3 separate regions of the Mus musculus genome follow, and regions 2 and 3 are each linked to region 1. Evidence: chromatin contacts called from public Micro-C data. All regions are on one chromosome and are shown on one strand. The core of a region is the stretch at or near the end of the contact, and the rest is flanking DNA. Distances in the headings are between cores, read along the strand shown.

Region 1 (4,827 bases), core at 800-3,299:
GATCGAAGAGCAATTGTCTTTGAGACAAAGCTATGGTTGGTGCTTTTTCATTGGCAATACAGGCTCCCGATGGAAATAGTTGACACTGGTCTCTCTCTCTCTCTCTCTCTCTCTCTCTCTGTGTGTGTGTGTGTGTGTGTGTGTGTGTGTGTGTGTGTGTGCTCACGCACTCCTGTTATCTTTAGATAGTGGACAACTCCTCTGTCAGTCTTAGAGGTATCTGTATCTATCTGTAAGGGAGGGTAAGTGATCCAGCCACACTGCAGAGCCGTGTGGAGGTGCCCTTCCTTCCCTTTGCTTATCCTAGTTCTGAGAATGTCTGCAGAAGGTCCAGAGGTGATACGGGCTCCTGCCAATCATTGAGATTTGCTTCCTGCTATTCCCAATTCCATATGAGGCATCTCTCAGCTTCCCAACTGACCTCTACTTATCTGCTGTGGGAGGTGGGCACTTGGAAACAGGTCCTCTCCAGGCATCTCTGGGGCGGGCTCACCTGAAAGTCAGCAGCACTTGGGGATGGTTTCCTCTGTGAACCCCATATGATCCTCCTTCCCGGCAAGGACAGTGTCTCTGACCAAGACCAGCAGAACTGGCAAGGTATGTAACACTGTACCAGAACAGATTCTCCTCCTTCCTGCAGCTACACTCAGAGGAGTCAGGAGTTTGGGGTTGTCACAGTAACTGAAAAGTAAACTCCTTGTTTCATTTTAGTAAAACAAACACTTGTGTCTCCATAGTTGCCTTTTATTCGAAGCTCAAAGCAAAACACAGTAAACTGGGTGTACTTCACTACAGACTTACCTGTTTTAGTCCAAAACCCATCTCCCACCAAATTGGGGTCGCTGTTGTACCCATGAAGTCTTCACTTACCACCCTGCCAGGTTCAGCACATGGCTCCATCACTCCCCTTGATAAACTGCTCAACAAGAAAATGACATAACAGAGTGACTAAACTATTTGAATCTTTGCAGATTTCTCCTCTTCCTTGCTCAGTTTCCTAATGTGATCTGTCAGTGTGCCTCTCTTCCCATACAGACAGTCAGCCCCCTGAAGCCAGGATATGGGCTCTAATTTTCCACACTGCTAGCACACAGTAAATCCTGAAGGGCTACTTTCAAAATGTTGCTTTGCATGAACAAATAATAAGCAACAGCTATCTCTTGCTTGTTTTCATTCTTATCAGACACTGGCCCTAAGGGAACCCCGGATAAAATGGTGCACTATTGTGTATTAATAATAAAAGTTAATATCCGACACCTGGCACCCCCCAAGAAATCTAAGCCTGAGCACCTTGGAGCCTGAAAACGTTCAAGATTGCTATAAGCTCTGGCACAAAGTAGGCGGGCCCCTCAAGAAGCAATCTCCAAAGGCTCTGTGCAGCGTATTGTATACAGGCCCGGGTTCCGAGGCTATTTGAAGGGCTTTAACACTGCAGGAGAATTAATCTAGCTGAATAGCCAAGTCTGTCCGTGTCACAGTCACTGTAACAGTTCCACTTCTGAGCTTTCTTCAGAGGTTTTCCCAGAGCGAGAACCGGCAGATAATTCGGTTTAGGAACCTAAAAGAGGCGGTGCCTCTCCTTGGACATGAGCAAAGGACACCAGAAACCCAAACACTTTAAAAGGACTGAGCAACAGTCCTGTCAACAGTCCACTGATGGCCTTGCCAGGAAATCTTGTGTTCCCCTAAACTTGGAGCACGATGCCAGGGAATTCCGTGTTGTCTCAACATCTTGCAGGGTGGCACCGGGAAGAGAAGAGTAGGTAAAATGTAGGCGCCCTGCCTCTGCGCCGAAGCCGCCGGCGAACCGGCCTAAAATAAAAAGGTCTCTGTCTGCAATCCCCGTTTGCTCGCCCGGTAATCCACCCCCGCCCCCAGCCTGCGCGCCGACCCGTACAGCTGTTTTTAATCCCTACTTTTCTCACTTGGCGTCCGGGCTAGGGCTGACCAGACGCGGAGCCACTTAGTGTTTCCTCCTCCCCCAGCCGGGGTCTGTCCTGCCTCCGCCGTCTCCTCTTTCTCCGCCTGCATCCCCCGGGGGGCAGAGTGTGGGAAGAACGAATTTCCGCCGGTTTGCTCGCTCCACGCCGACATGGGTCCCTTCCGGACGCTGCTTGCGCGTCCCCCAGGCTGCTCACTCCGGCTGCACTCCCAATCCCCCCGGATCGCGAGCGGGCAGGCGCCGGAGACGTGGGCCTAGCGGCCGGTACTCTGCAGCCAAGCCGCACCCCAGCAGCTCTTGGAAGGGATCCCGCCTGCAGCGGGGGAATCCGTTTGGCGGGGAGAATCCGCGCCAGGGAATCCAGCTCTCCGGACTCCAGAGCAAACAAAAAGCACCAACTCTTGCTCGCTCCTCCCGCCCCCGACGCTCACCCGAAGAAACAGTTTTCTGCAGAAATGCAACAAGTAGCACCCCAGATTCGCCGAGCGCCCAGCGCCTTCTGATTTGGCTCCGCGAACTTGGCCTGCGGAGACCCGGGCGAGCCACCGGGACAAAGAGGAAGGGCTGGACGGAGCACCAGCGAAGTACGAAAGAGGCCTTTTTAGCGACTCAGGCCCGGCCGAGGGGAATGCAGAGGAGACACAGAGCCGGCCGGCCCAGAAGACGATCCGGCCGCAGCGCGCTGGGCGGGCGGCGATGGAGGGTGTGGGTGCCGTGCGCTTCTGGCTCGTGGTGTGCGGCTGCCTGGCGTTCCCGCCGCGGGCCGAGTCCGTGTGCCCGGAGCGCTGCGACTGCCAGCACCCCCAACATCTCCTATGCACCAACAGGGGACTTCGCGCTGTACCCAAGACCAGCTCGCTGCCTAGTCCCCAGGACGTGCTCACCTACAGCCTAGGCGGCAACTTCATCACCAACATCACCGCCTTCGACTTCCACCGTCTGGGGCAGCTCAGACGGCTGGATCTGCAGTACAACCAGATCCGTTCTCTCCACCCCAAGACCTTCGAGAAGCTCTCACGACTAGAGGAGCTGTACCTGGGGAACAACCTCTTGCAGGCGCTCGTTCCTGGCACGTTGGCTCCGCTGCGCAAGTTGCGCATCCTTTACGCCAACGGCAACGAGATTGGACGCCTGAGTCGCGGGTCCTTCGAGGGCCTGGAGAGTTTGGTCAAGCTACGGCTGGACGGGAACGTGCTGGGAGCGCTGCCGGACGCGGTCTTCGCTCCCCTGGGCAACCTGCTCTACCTACACCTGGAATCTAACCGGATCCGTTTTTTGGGCAAGAACGCCTTCAGCCAGCTGGGTAAGCTTCGATTCCTCAATCTCTCGGCCAACGAGCTGCAACCCTCTCTGCGCCACGCGGCCACCTTTGTCCCTCTGCGCTCCCTCTCTACTCTCATCCTCTCAGCCAACAGCCTACAGCACCTCGGCCCCCGCGTCTTCCAGCACCTGCCACGCCTAGGCCTGCTCTCCCTCAGTGGAAACCAGCTCACGCACCTCGCCCCAGAGGCCTTTTGGGGACTGGAGGCCCTACGTGAGCTGCGCCTGGAAGGTAACCGGCTGAACCAGCTCCCCCTGACACTGCTGGAGCCTCTGCACAGCTTGGAGGCACTAGACCTGAGTGGCAATGAGCTTTCTGCTCTGCACCCTGCCACCTTTGGCCACCAGGGCCGGCTCCGTGAGCTCAGCCTGCGCGACAACGCGCTCAGCGCCCTTTCTGGGGACATCTTTGCCGCCAGTCCGGCTCTCTACCGGCTGGATCTAGACGGCAATGGTTGGACCTGCGACTGCCGGTTGCGGGGTCTGAAACGCTGGATGGGCAACTGGCATTCTCAGGGTCGCCTCCTTACGGTCTTCGTGCAGTGTCGCCACCCCCCGGCCCTGCGGGGCAAGTACCTGGATTACCTGGATGACCAACTGCTGCAGAATGGGTCTTGCGTGGATCCCTCACCTTCCCCTACAGCAGGCAGTAGGCAGTGGCCGCTACCCACATCGTCAGAAGAGGGGATGACGCCCCCTGCAGGCCTCTCGCAGGAGCTACCACTGCAGCCGCAGCCGCAGCCCCAGCAGCGGGGAAGACTTCTACCAGGAGTGGCCTGGGGTGGGGCTGCCAAGGAACTGGTGGGCAACCGCAGCGCATTAAGGTTGAGCCGGCGGGGACCAGGTCCCCATCAGGGCCCCTCTGCTGCGGCTCCGGGCTCTGCCCCACAGTCCTTGGACCTGCACGAGAAGCCGGGGAGAGGACGTCACACCCGAGCCAATCTCTCCCAGACGGAGCCCACCCCGACGTCTGAGCCCGCCTCTGGGACACCATCTGCCAGAGACAGCTGGCAGCGCGCAGCAAAGCAGCGCCTAGCGTCCGAGCAGCAAGAGAGCGCAGTCCAGTCCGTTAGTGGGGTTGGTTTGCCACCTCTGGTGTCTGACCCCTGTGACTTCAACAAATTCATTCTGTGCAACCTGACAGTAGAGGCGGTGAGCGCCAACAGCGCCTCGGTGCGCTGGGCGGTTCGCGAACACCGCAGTCCCCGGCCGCAGGGCGGCGCACGCTTCCGCCTGCTTTTCGACCGCTTTGGCCAGCAGCCCAAGTTCCAGCGCTTCGTCTACCTGCCGGAGCGCAGCGACTCGGCCACGCTGCACGAGCTGCGCGGAGACACCCCCTACCTAGTATGCGTGGAGGGTGTGCTCGGGGGTCGCGTTTGCCCCGTGGCCCCCCGAGACCACTGCGCAGGGTTAGTAACCCTGCCAGAGGCAGGAGGTCGAGGTGGCGTCGACTACCAGCTCCTGACCTTGGTCTTGCTGGCTGTCAACGCGCTTCTGGTGCTCCTGGCACTGGCAGCCTGGGGATCGCGATGGCTGCGGAGGAAGCTGCGTGCCAGGCGGAAGGG
Region 2 (4,827 bases), core at 1,237-3,736, 1.6 Mb after region 1:
ACCTCCCAACTCCACATCAATGTGGGTCACCATAGTACAGAGCGACTGACTACTCATGTTCCAAAATTATCCCCACAACACGAAATGTTTCCTTTACTTCATTATTGCTTCTCTATAGAACAAGAACCTCAAATGGGTCATATGACATTCTCCTGTGCTCTGGCCAGCCCAGAATCCCGGATACCCCCCTCATACACACACACACACACACACACACACACACACACACACACACACACACCAAAAAGGGGGCGCTGCTTTCACCCTGGTGCATACAGGATTGAGGTCCCTCAGAAACTCAACTTCACACTTATTCCATTCCTAAATGGTTTACTGGTAAGGATTCTGAGGAGTTAACTTCTTTGAGAATTTCTCTCTCCCCTCGTCTGCTCAATTGCCTTCCCCTTTCTAAATCTTTCTTGCTTTGCCATTATCTCTTTGCCCCCCACCCCCAGCCTGCCTGGGGTGGAATCAGAGGGTAAGGTGTCCTGCAAATCCAGCCCATAAAGCTGCTTGGATACATTAGAAACACATGAATATCCCGAAATACAAAGTGTCTTTAAAACCAGCCATGGACTGTTTATCCTAATACCAGATCAATGCAAAGAAGTAGTTCCAGAGAATGGTGCTGACAGCCTCTTCCGAGTTAAAGTGAGGGCAGGTAAATTTAATTTGCAAATGAAAATCAAATCTGATCAGACCTCCTGTTTGGTTCCCTTTGTCCTTTTCTTCTCCAACCCTAGGAGCCTAGGGTCTAGGAGCCCAGGGTCCTGTAATCCTGGTTGGTCAGGAGTCCTCTATCAAGAAAAAAAAAAAAAAAAATGCAGCCAAATCAGGCCAGATGCAAGAGGGCTGTCAGCGCCAATGGACCCAGGTTTGACTAGTAAAACCAAGAGCTTAGGAAAACCTATGGAGACCCCTTGAACAAAGGCTGGGCTGTAGCCATGCTGCCCTTGAAGGCCTTCGCTGAGAAATCTGCATGCATCAGACAAAACTGGGGCATCAGTGGAGACTTCTCTAGCTTCCACCCCAGCCTGGCTCTTGGCTCCAGAGCTCCTATGGCCACTATTGTCTGAAGGTGACCGTGAATGCTCTGACTTCTCTTCCCTAAGCCATGGAGAACCATGTTAAGTTGTTGGTGTTTCTGCAAGAAGAACCCCAAGCCTGAAGACAAAAAGAGCTCAGAAAGTCAGGCCCTGCCAGCTGGACAGACACACAAATTTTCCCTGTGCCTTTGGTAAATGAGGAAGAACACTGGATGAGACTGCTGGCTCTTTAAGAGTCAGGCTTCATCCTCCAGCCGTTCTTTTCCCACACCAAGCTGGTCTGGTATAGTCTGGAGCATTGTATAAGAAACCATTAATGAATCTCTTCTCTCCCTCTGAAAGTCTGAGGAATTGCTGTTTTACAGTGAGTAGAATTTCTAGAAAGTCTTACCCCAAATTATTCCCAGAGTTCATTCTAATATGAGAAACAATTTCCAATGATGCCTACAGCTCAATTACTAGCAGGACATGCAGATACTTTAAAACAGTGAAGAAGCAACCCAGGAAAGGGAGAAGGAGCTAGATATGCTCCTATGCCCTTGATACAAGCCTAGTAGAAAATCCACATCAATGTATGAGATTTAAGACAGGGGGAGAACAAGGATGCTACTTTCTCTAAATAATTCTGTCTTGGGTTTTCTCTCTCTCTCTTTTAAATTGATAAGAAAATATAAACTTCAGTAATTCACATTCCAAGTCCTTCCACGACAGGGATACCACGTGTAGGAAGCAAAGCCCACTGAATTCAAAGATGCAGCCCAAAGCCTCCCCGCTGCTTCGTTCTTCCCAGACAAACCTGCTTCTGATTCCTCTGTGGAAAAAGATGAGTTCCTTTCTCACCATTTTTGGAGCCGGAGGGACCCAGCCGACTTTGGCAGTCTGTAGAGCTGAGGCCCTTCCCCTGAGTGCAGGGCTCCCGGCTCCAGTGAACTGAGGGGGAGGAAAGAACGTGGAGCTGGTCTTGGCTGCTGTGTGGACCAGCAGTACAGCCACTGCCAGAGGTGAACTGGCATAGGCATCGGCTGGTGGAGCCTTCCTGAGCTGTGTTTTCGTTTTTTCCGAACCTAGCTGGAAAACTTCGGAGGTTCAGAAACCCAGCTAAGAGCAGGGCGGCCGACAGAAAAGAACCAGTCCAGCCTGTAAACACCGCCCCCAAAACTCTACAAAGAGAGAGGGAAAAAAAAAAGATGCTGAGAAACCAAACAGAGCCAGAAGCCAGATAGCAAAGGATGGGGGAATTGAGAGCGAGGGGAGGTGGGCAGTCGGCTCTGTCTCTGGGCTTTCATTGTAGTTTCTCACGCTGACTAGACAGCAACTTTCAACTTGACCTTGGCCTCCAGCGTGTCTGACCTGTATGTAAACTGCCCTCGAGTCTCCGAGAGTCTCCGAGAATTGGAGCCTGGAACCGTACTTCGTCTCTTTGTCACTGTTGAGTTTTACAATGCCACTTAGAGGGAGGAAGGAGTGGGGGGACGGATGAAAAGGGCTCCAAAGTAACACAGAAATCAAGTCTTCACAGAGGTTGGTTCTTTAGTCTGCAAATGGTCAGGCAGTAAGAAGGTAAACTCGGGGCAAATCAATATTTACCCAGGACCGCTAAAGTCAGGAGAGAAAGGACTCCCTGGGTGTGGGGGAGAATTGGGTGTGGGGATCAGGGAAGGTTTTATTGGGCGACACTTAACATTAGTCAGAACAAACCCAGGATCCGGGCAGATAAAAGCCTGAGCCTCGCCTTACTGGTCCCAATCTTACCAGAAGCCCAGGGGGCTTACAGAGCAGCAGATGAATTGGGTGGTATGTCTGATGCTCTAGCTTAGGGCTAAGTCTACAAGCTAGGACTAGAGAACAGGTCCAAGCCTGGCTGCCTACCAGAGCATTTGAGCAAAGATAGTACAGAACTCTTCCCAGTCTATATTTTCCAGAACGCACCACTTTCACTTTGACCATTTGTTCCCCTCTGGATGTCTGACCAGTTCACACTTGCACAACCAGAAATGCATGTAGTCCTAAGGAGGCAGGGTCCCCAGAATCCTTTATCAAAACACTGCATCCAAACGTTGCTCTCCCAATACAAACACCCCACCAAGCTCAAGGTACAGAGGAACTCATCAGCTGAACCCCGGCACCTTGAACCCACTACAGGCTGAGCCCCTATTAGGAGAAAAACCATGAAAGGATCCCAAAGAGCCTTTTTCTCTTTCCCCAAAACGGAATGCAACAGTGGATTGCCAGGTGTCTGAAGTGTCCAACTCAGGATCTATGGAGTGACTTGTAGGAAGTCCCAGAACCGTGGCTGGAGTTCCAGCCAGCAGCCCAGCTGGGGCCTGTTCCTCTTAAACCCCTTCAGGAAAAGGCAGCCGGACTCCTGAGACAGGAGTGTGAGTGAATGGTGCTTTCTTCATCTGAAATCCTCTGCGGACCAGAGAGAATAGCTGCTGCATCGGAATGAATAGCGAGCTGTATATACAAGTTGGACAATGTGGCAGTATGCATCTCTCTCTCTCTCTCTCTCTCTCTCTCTCTCTCTCTCTCTCTCTCTCTCTCTCTCTCTGTGTGTGTGTGTGTGTGTGTGTGTGTGTGTGTGTGTGTGTGTGCGCGCGCGCGAATATTTGCGCTCGCGTGTGTGATGAGTGTAGGAGATACAATTAGTTGTTCTGATCTTCTGAGTCCTTAGGCCTAATTGAAATTGTCCTCTAGAGCCTGAGAACAGGGAAGGGAGCTCCCAAATGCAGCCCAAACTTCCCAGAGAAATGTCCTGGGACCCTTGCTCCAGACTTCTCCTGGAACCAACAGGAAACAAACGCCCTTGTTCCCCAGGGGGGGGTGGGGAGTGCAATCTCGGCCAGGCGAAAGCTCCCACATCCTTGGGAGGGTCTAGCTGCAGAAAGATGTATCCATCCCTGGAAAGAAAACAGCCCCAGAGGTCCCTAAAACATGCCAGGACATCCTGGGCCAGTCCAAGGCCAAGGCAAACCCTCATTCCTGGCCACTGGAGAATTTACCTGACTTGTCCCCACGACCTCAGGTCGCACCCCAACCGCAGCCGCTCACTGCCCCTCCCAACCTCCGCGCGAAACCCGGGAAGGGATCGGGGTCCCTGTGTTCCCAGCCCCACCCGCCCTAGTTTCTCCCCCCCACCCACCCCCGCCTCCTCCGTGGGTGACTGCTGCGCGGCCGCGCGGCGGGAGCTAGAGCTGGCGCAGAGGACCGCGCGGGCGGCGGCGGGGACGGCGGGCCCAGCGCGGAGCCGAGCCGGAGCCTCCCGCTTTGCATACGCCGGGGGCGGGCCGGGGGCGGGCCAATGGGCGGCCGCCTGGCGCGACCCCGCAGGGCGCGACCCGCCCCCCTCGCTCGGGCCCCGGCCCCGCGCGCCGCGCTCTTCACTTCTTGGGGGCTTTTTAAAACAGCGCCACTGGGGTCTTCTCCATGCGGCTCGGGCTATGACAGCCTCCGTGCTCCTCCACCCCCGCTGGATCGAGCCCACCGTCATGTTTCTCTACGACAACGGCGGCGGCCTGGTGGCCGACGAGCTCAACAAGAACATGGAAGGGGCGGCGGCGGCGGCACGGGCGGCGGCCGGCGGCGGCGGCGGGAGCTGGGGGCGGGGGCTTCCCCCACCCGGCTGCCGCGGCCGCGGGGGGCAACTTCTCGGTGGCCGCAGCGGCGCCGCCGCCCGCCGCCGCGGCCAACCAGTGCCGCAACCTGATGGCGCATCCCGCACCCCTGGCGCCCGGCGCCGCGGCCGCGTACAGCAGCGCCCCGGGGGAGGCGCCCCCGTCCG
Region 3 (4,827 bases), core at 1,044-3,543, 1.5 Mb after region 1:
AGTCGGCAGCCCCGAGGGCGCCCCCTTATCTGGTGAGGGGCACCTCCTCTCTCTGGTCCAACGCCGCCACGGAGGAGGCCTTGCTGAGCACAGAGGGGGCGAACGTGAGGAAGGAGTCCGAGCGGGAGGTGGAGGCACAAGTGAAGTCTGAGGCGGCGGCAGCGGCGGCGGCCCTGGGCGCCAGCCCGTTGGCCGGGCCGCTGTGGCAGGCGAGGCAGGAGCAGGGCCCGGCGGCAGCGGCGGCGGCGGCCGAGGCGCCGAGTCCGTGCGCCGGGCCGGGATAGAGCGGCGGGTGGCGGAAGGCGCACAGCAGTTCGGGCCGTGGGTAGGGCTGCGAGAGCACGCGGAAGGTGTCGAGCGGGCGCAGGGGGCCGCTGAAGGGCGAGGCGGCGGCCGAGGCGGCGGACGCGGCGCCCAGGCCCACGGGCGAGTAGTAGGGCAGGGGCAGGTGCGACGGGAAGGGGTAGGGCAGGCCGCCCGCGGCCGCCGCGTGGCTCATCATGTAGGTGTAGAAGGCAGGGTCGGCCGGGTGCGGCCACGTCATGGCCAGCCGCTGACGCTTGTCCTTCATGCGCCGGTTCTGAAACCACACCTGAGGAGAGGAAGAGGAGCGCCTTGGAGGGCTGCGCCAGGCCCAGGCCCATGGCTGGGGGTGGGTGGGGTGCGAGGGCCATGCTCGCAGTGAGGGGGGCTGGGGAGTGGGGGGAGAGTCAAAAGCAACTCCAGCTGACAAGGGCAGGCCACCAACCCAGATGGAAACCCTCGGGAGCAGGACTGGGCAGCCGCTCAGCCTGCCCACCGGGCTTAGCATCACAAGCTGGAGTGAGGGTACTAAGAGGAAGGCCTGCCTCAATGGATCTGGGGAGGCAAAAGACATTTTCCCATAGATTTAGGGCTCCCTGTTCTTTGGGGACACTGTCACTTGCAGTCACCTGTCTCCGTAGTCTGTTTGCCTAGGAAAAGGACGGGAATCTTGGCAGCAGTGGCTGACTATGGACTGTCAGAGGGAAATTCTGAGTGTACCAGATTGGAGAGTCCAGGCCCAGACGATTCAGCTGCAGTAGACCGTTGACATCTCCTTCCTACTAACCTAGGTACATAGCCACCTCGAGGATCCTAGCCCAGCCTACCTTGATGGTAGTTTCAGGAAGGTTTAAGGCTGCTGCCAGTTCGCATCTCCGCGGTCTTGAAACGTAGTTCTCCCTGTAGAACTCTTTCTCCAGCCTTGCAATCTGCTCCCGGGTAAAGGCCGTGCGGTATCGGCGCATCTGGTCACTGGCGCTGCAGGCCAGGGTGCCTTGAGAGCCGCTGCCGCCGCTGCCACCGTTACTCTTGGGGGCCTCGCTGCCACTGGTAGGACTGCTACCCAGAGCATCGGAGCCTGGCGCTGCACAGGAGCCCAGAGCACACAGGTGCACATACAGAGACACAACACAAATACACAAACAAATGCTGACTTCAGGCTGGAGGAGGGGCATTAGAAGGAGAACCCCTTAGCTTCCTCAGTCACTGATTCTGCTGGGGCTCTGGAAGCTTCACCGGAGAGGTCTTGACACAGAAAAGGTTTGGGGCAGGCTTAAAGTGGCTGTTTGGAAGACCTGGACCTAAGGCATACTGGGTCTAAAGGCTTCCCTTCCGCTTGCCCCTGGGTGCAGCAAAGGGCATATCCCCTGAACTCTCTGCTTGTGTTGGTAGGGATGGGTAAGGATGTGCCGGAACACTGAATTCTTGAGGTTAATGTATTGTAGCTTGTTGGACATACAGTGAGCTTCCTCGATCTTGTGTGTGTGTGCACCAGTATGCCAGTACCAGGTGTGGGGATGTGTGTTGGGTTGCACCTATTGCAGGAGTGGTATATTTTGAGTATGGGTTGTGAGGACATGGTATGGTAGAGAAGCTGGGTTAGATAGATGATAAGATGATAGGAGATGGAGGTGGATACTTAACAAGGTGGTGTTGGCTGCCTAGGCCTAGAGGTAGAGGCAAGCCTTTCCCACCCATTCCCATGGTTTTGTGGAGGTGTGTCTGCTGATGGGCTTCCAGTCTTTCATTCCTAGGAGTGGATATTGTTGGTATAGAGAGACTCCCTTCTGAGCTATCCACCCCCACTCCCATTAGCCCCTGGTGAGAAGGAGCAGTGTAATTAAAGTACCAACCCCTTAGACCCACCCCAGAGGAGGGTGGGGCTCCAGCCCCCCTGCAGCTGCTTTTCCTTTGGGTGGAGAAGTGAGACTGAGGGAAAGAGGGAGGGGGAGGGCCCAATCCCCGCCTTTTCAAATGCAACCGGAGACCAAAGGCAATTAGACCATTGGGACCATTTCCGACCTGGCGCCGCCAGCCCGGGAAGTGACAAGGTAATTTGGACCTCTGACCGACGTGCAAACTGGTCGGAGGGCTGCAGCCCTCCGGAGACCAGAGTCCGCCACGATTTTACGGTCCTTTATATTCTCCGGGCTTCCGCGCCTCCTTGTGCCTTGCTCCCCTCCAGTCAAACTGCCCGGACAACCGTTTGATCTTGCCCTACCCGACGGATGTGTCTTTCCGTCTTAGCTGAATCATTCCCACAAAACTCGGGGGTTGGGAGGTTGGGGTGCGTTTTGGACCCCTCAAGTCAAGACTTGTGCCAACGCTGACATTCGTCCAGGCACAACTGTCACTCTAATGGGATAACACGAGAGCCCTCACACACACTAAGGTGCAGAGAGCAAAAGAGTTGTTCAGGTGCCCCCGCCCCACTCACCCAACCCCCAGCCATCCTGCCCCAAGGGAAAGGAGCATCTTGCACCTGGCCTGAGATGAAGGGAACTGTGGGTGGAGTGGGCGGACCGGGGAGCGGAGGGGCAAGGTGGCTACCTTTGCTGTGCTGGTACTCGGCGTTCCCGGTGGCGCAGTCTGGGGTGCAGCTCACCTCGATTTCTTCATAGAAATCCGATTCGGTGTCTGAGCTACTAGGTTGCCCTTGGCCAGAGAGGCTGTCCGCGGAGGGGACTGGGGGTCCCGGGCCAAGCATGGCCGCTCCAGCAGACCGTGGCTCGGCGCCCAGCCCTGCAGCACTGCCTGCTAGTCCATCGACCGGCTCCTCCTCCTGGCCTCCCCCGCCACGCTCCCGGGAAGTCGGAGGGCCGGCTCGCGGGCTCAGGCAACCGTGGGGCACCATCTTCTCTGGCGGTTCAGGCAGCGGGCTGCTCACGGCTTCGGACAAATTAGAGACCCTCTTACCAACCAGAGTGCCAAGCTGACCCCCATCCAGAAACATAACCATGTCCTTTCGGCTCTCCATCCCCGGACTCTCCAGAGGGGGGGAGGGGGAAAACCCCCAAGTAAGCTCCTAATCCCAGGCTCCCTGGGATCTTGGCTGAGAAGAGGAGCTAAGGCGACAAGGCAGGCGCCGGGTAGCCCCAGCGCCGTGTCGACGGCGACCGCGGAGATGGCAGTGGGGAGCTAGGGTCACCTTGTGATGCGAGCGCTCCTCTGTGCCGCACCGCCTCTGGGAGGAAGCCCCATTGCCCTCTTCTTTCTAAGCTGTCATCCTCCTGCTGCAATCGTCATTACAGTACCGCTGGTGACGCCACTCGGCGAACGCAAGTGGATAAATAGAAACGTCTGCCACAGTGAAGATGAAAGGAGACCCGCAGCTAATGGCTCGGCAGTGATGCGCCAGGTGTGGGCCTCGCTCGAATGGGGAGGAGAGTGTGAAAACAGAGAGACACACACACTGGGAAAGGGAGACACCCAGACACAGAGGATGCAAATGGAATTCCGCACACAGAAAAGGGAGCGCTTAAGGCGCGCAGCGAGTTCCACAGGGGCAACAGGACTTGGTAATTGAAAAATGCTTTTGAAATTTTATTTTATTGTTGTTTTGACTTCTGTTTTCTTAACCTGGTGTCTAGATCTAATACTAATGAAAGAATCCATAGCTACTCTTTGGAAGCTGTTTACAAACCCAGGTTTTCTGAGTATTAATACAACCGCTTGTCTTTTTTTTTTTTTTTTTTTTTTTAACCAGCTACTGAAAAGGTACCCTCCACCTCAGTTGTCTGGGGAGCTTGAGCCTAAAGTACCCGTTCCTCCCTCATCTCCCCAACCCCATCTGTCTCCCTCCTAAGAACCAAACTTTATTTTCATCCCCTAACAGCCAAAAGATATCGTTTTCCCCTTTGAGAACCGGCCTTGTGTGCTAACACAGTGTTCCTCGATTTTAGAAGAAGAAGAAAAATCTCTCCCCACCCAGATCACCTGGCTAAAATTCGAAGTGTTCAATGAGTTGTTGTTGTTAATTATCTCTATCTAGATGGCCTGATTTGAATTTGGATTGGCTCTTCATAGAAGAAAACATCTTTTGGTTTGGCTTATCTCCGGGCTATTTCAGGTATGTCGGTTAGGGAAAGGGTCTAAGATTGGCCTTTCTTTTTCTGTCTGTATTTTAGGTATTTCTACAGAGTCAACGAATTCTGCCACAAACGGCGTGTTCTAATGAAAAGGAGCTGGCAATCCGGCCCCCTGCTCTGGTAGTACGGAAGGAGCCCAGGTAGAAGGTGCTGGCCTTCTCTGATGGTTTTAGGGCAGCTGTGGGTAGATTGTGTGGCAAAGAGTATCAGCAGGGTTTGAGCTTGCAGGGTCCTCTCCTGGGCTCTACCCAAAAGAGATTTTCTGTGTCCAAAGCTAGAGGTAGGAGAGAAAGTTGTTGAAATGTCATGGGGAAAACAAAAAACAAAAACAAAAAACAAAAACAGGCAGTAGGCGGGGTGAAGGGACTAGGCTAATCCTCTGAGGAGGTGAAGGTCTGGACCTGTGGAATTCTGGGACTTGGTGTTTGGGAGAAGG

What was found. A called contact is a pair of places that touch in the nucleus more often than the background predicts.
Region 2: a Micro-C map of embryonic stem cells shows a contact between it and region 1, with 7 times the contacts expected there. The contact joins the promoter of Hottip here to the promoter of Tril in region 1. A contact is called at or near these places in 1 of 39 promoter capture datasets (embryonic stem cells), 1 of 484 Hi-C or Micro-C datasets (embryonic stem cells), 1 of 115 datasets of contacts at active chromatin or transcription factors (embryonic stem cells) and 1 of 9 other capture datasets (embryonic stem cells).
Region 3: a Micro-C map of embryonic stem cells shows a contact between it and region 1, with 6 times the contacts expected there. The contact joins the promoter of Evx1os here to the promoter of Tril in region 1. A contact is called at or near these places in 1 of 39 promoter capture datasets (embryonic stem cells), 4 of 484 Hi-C or Micro-C datasets (all in embryonic stem cells) and 1 of 9 other capture datasets (adipose tissue).

The regions. Positions count from the first base shown.
Region 1 is chr6:53,818,047-53,822,873 of GRCm38.p6, reverse strand. It overlaps Tril (TLR4 interactor with leucine-rich repeats), which reads left to right and starts at 2,049. Exons shown (of 1, transcript NM_025817.4): 1 at 2,049-4,827. The coding sequence starts at 2,639.
Region 2 is chr6:52,260,434-52,265,260 of GRCm38.p6, reverse strand. It overlaps Hottip (Hoxa distal transcript antisense RNA), which reads right to left and starts at 2,486. Exons shown (of 2, transcript NR_110442.1): 1 at 2,397-2,486. Hoxa13 (homeobox A13) reads left to right here and starts at 4,381. Exons shown (of 5, transcript NM_008264.1): 1 at 4,381-4,624; 2 at 4,626-4,709; 3 at 4,712-4,719; 4 at 4,721-4,827. The coding sequence starts at 4,487.
Region 3 is chr6:52,312,298-52,317,124 of GRCm38.p6, reverse strand. It overlaps Evx1os (even skipped homeotic gene 1, opposite strand), which reads left to right and starts at 2,293. Exons shown (of 4, transcript NR_038163.1): 1 at 2,293-2,354; 2 at 3,555-3,821; 3 at 4,295-4,372. It overlaps Evx1 (even-skipped homeobox 1), which reads right to left and starts at 3,627. Exons shown (of 3, transcript NM_007966.4): 1 at 2,854-3,627; 2 at 1,131-1,387; 3 at 1-592. The coding sequence starts at 3,280. The coding sequence ends at 26.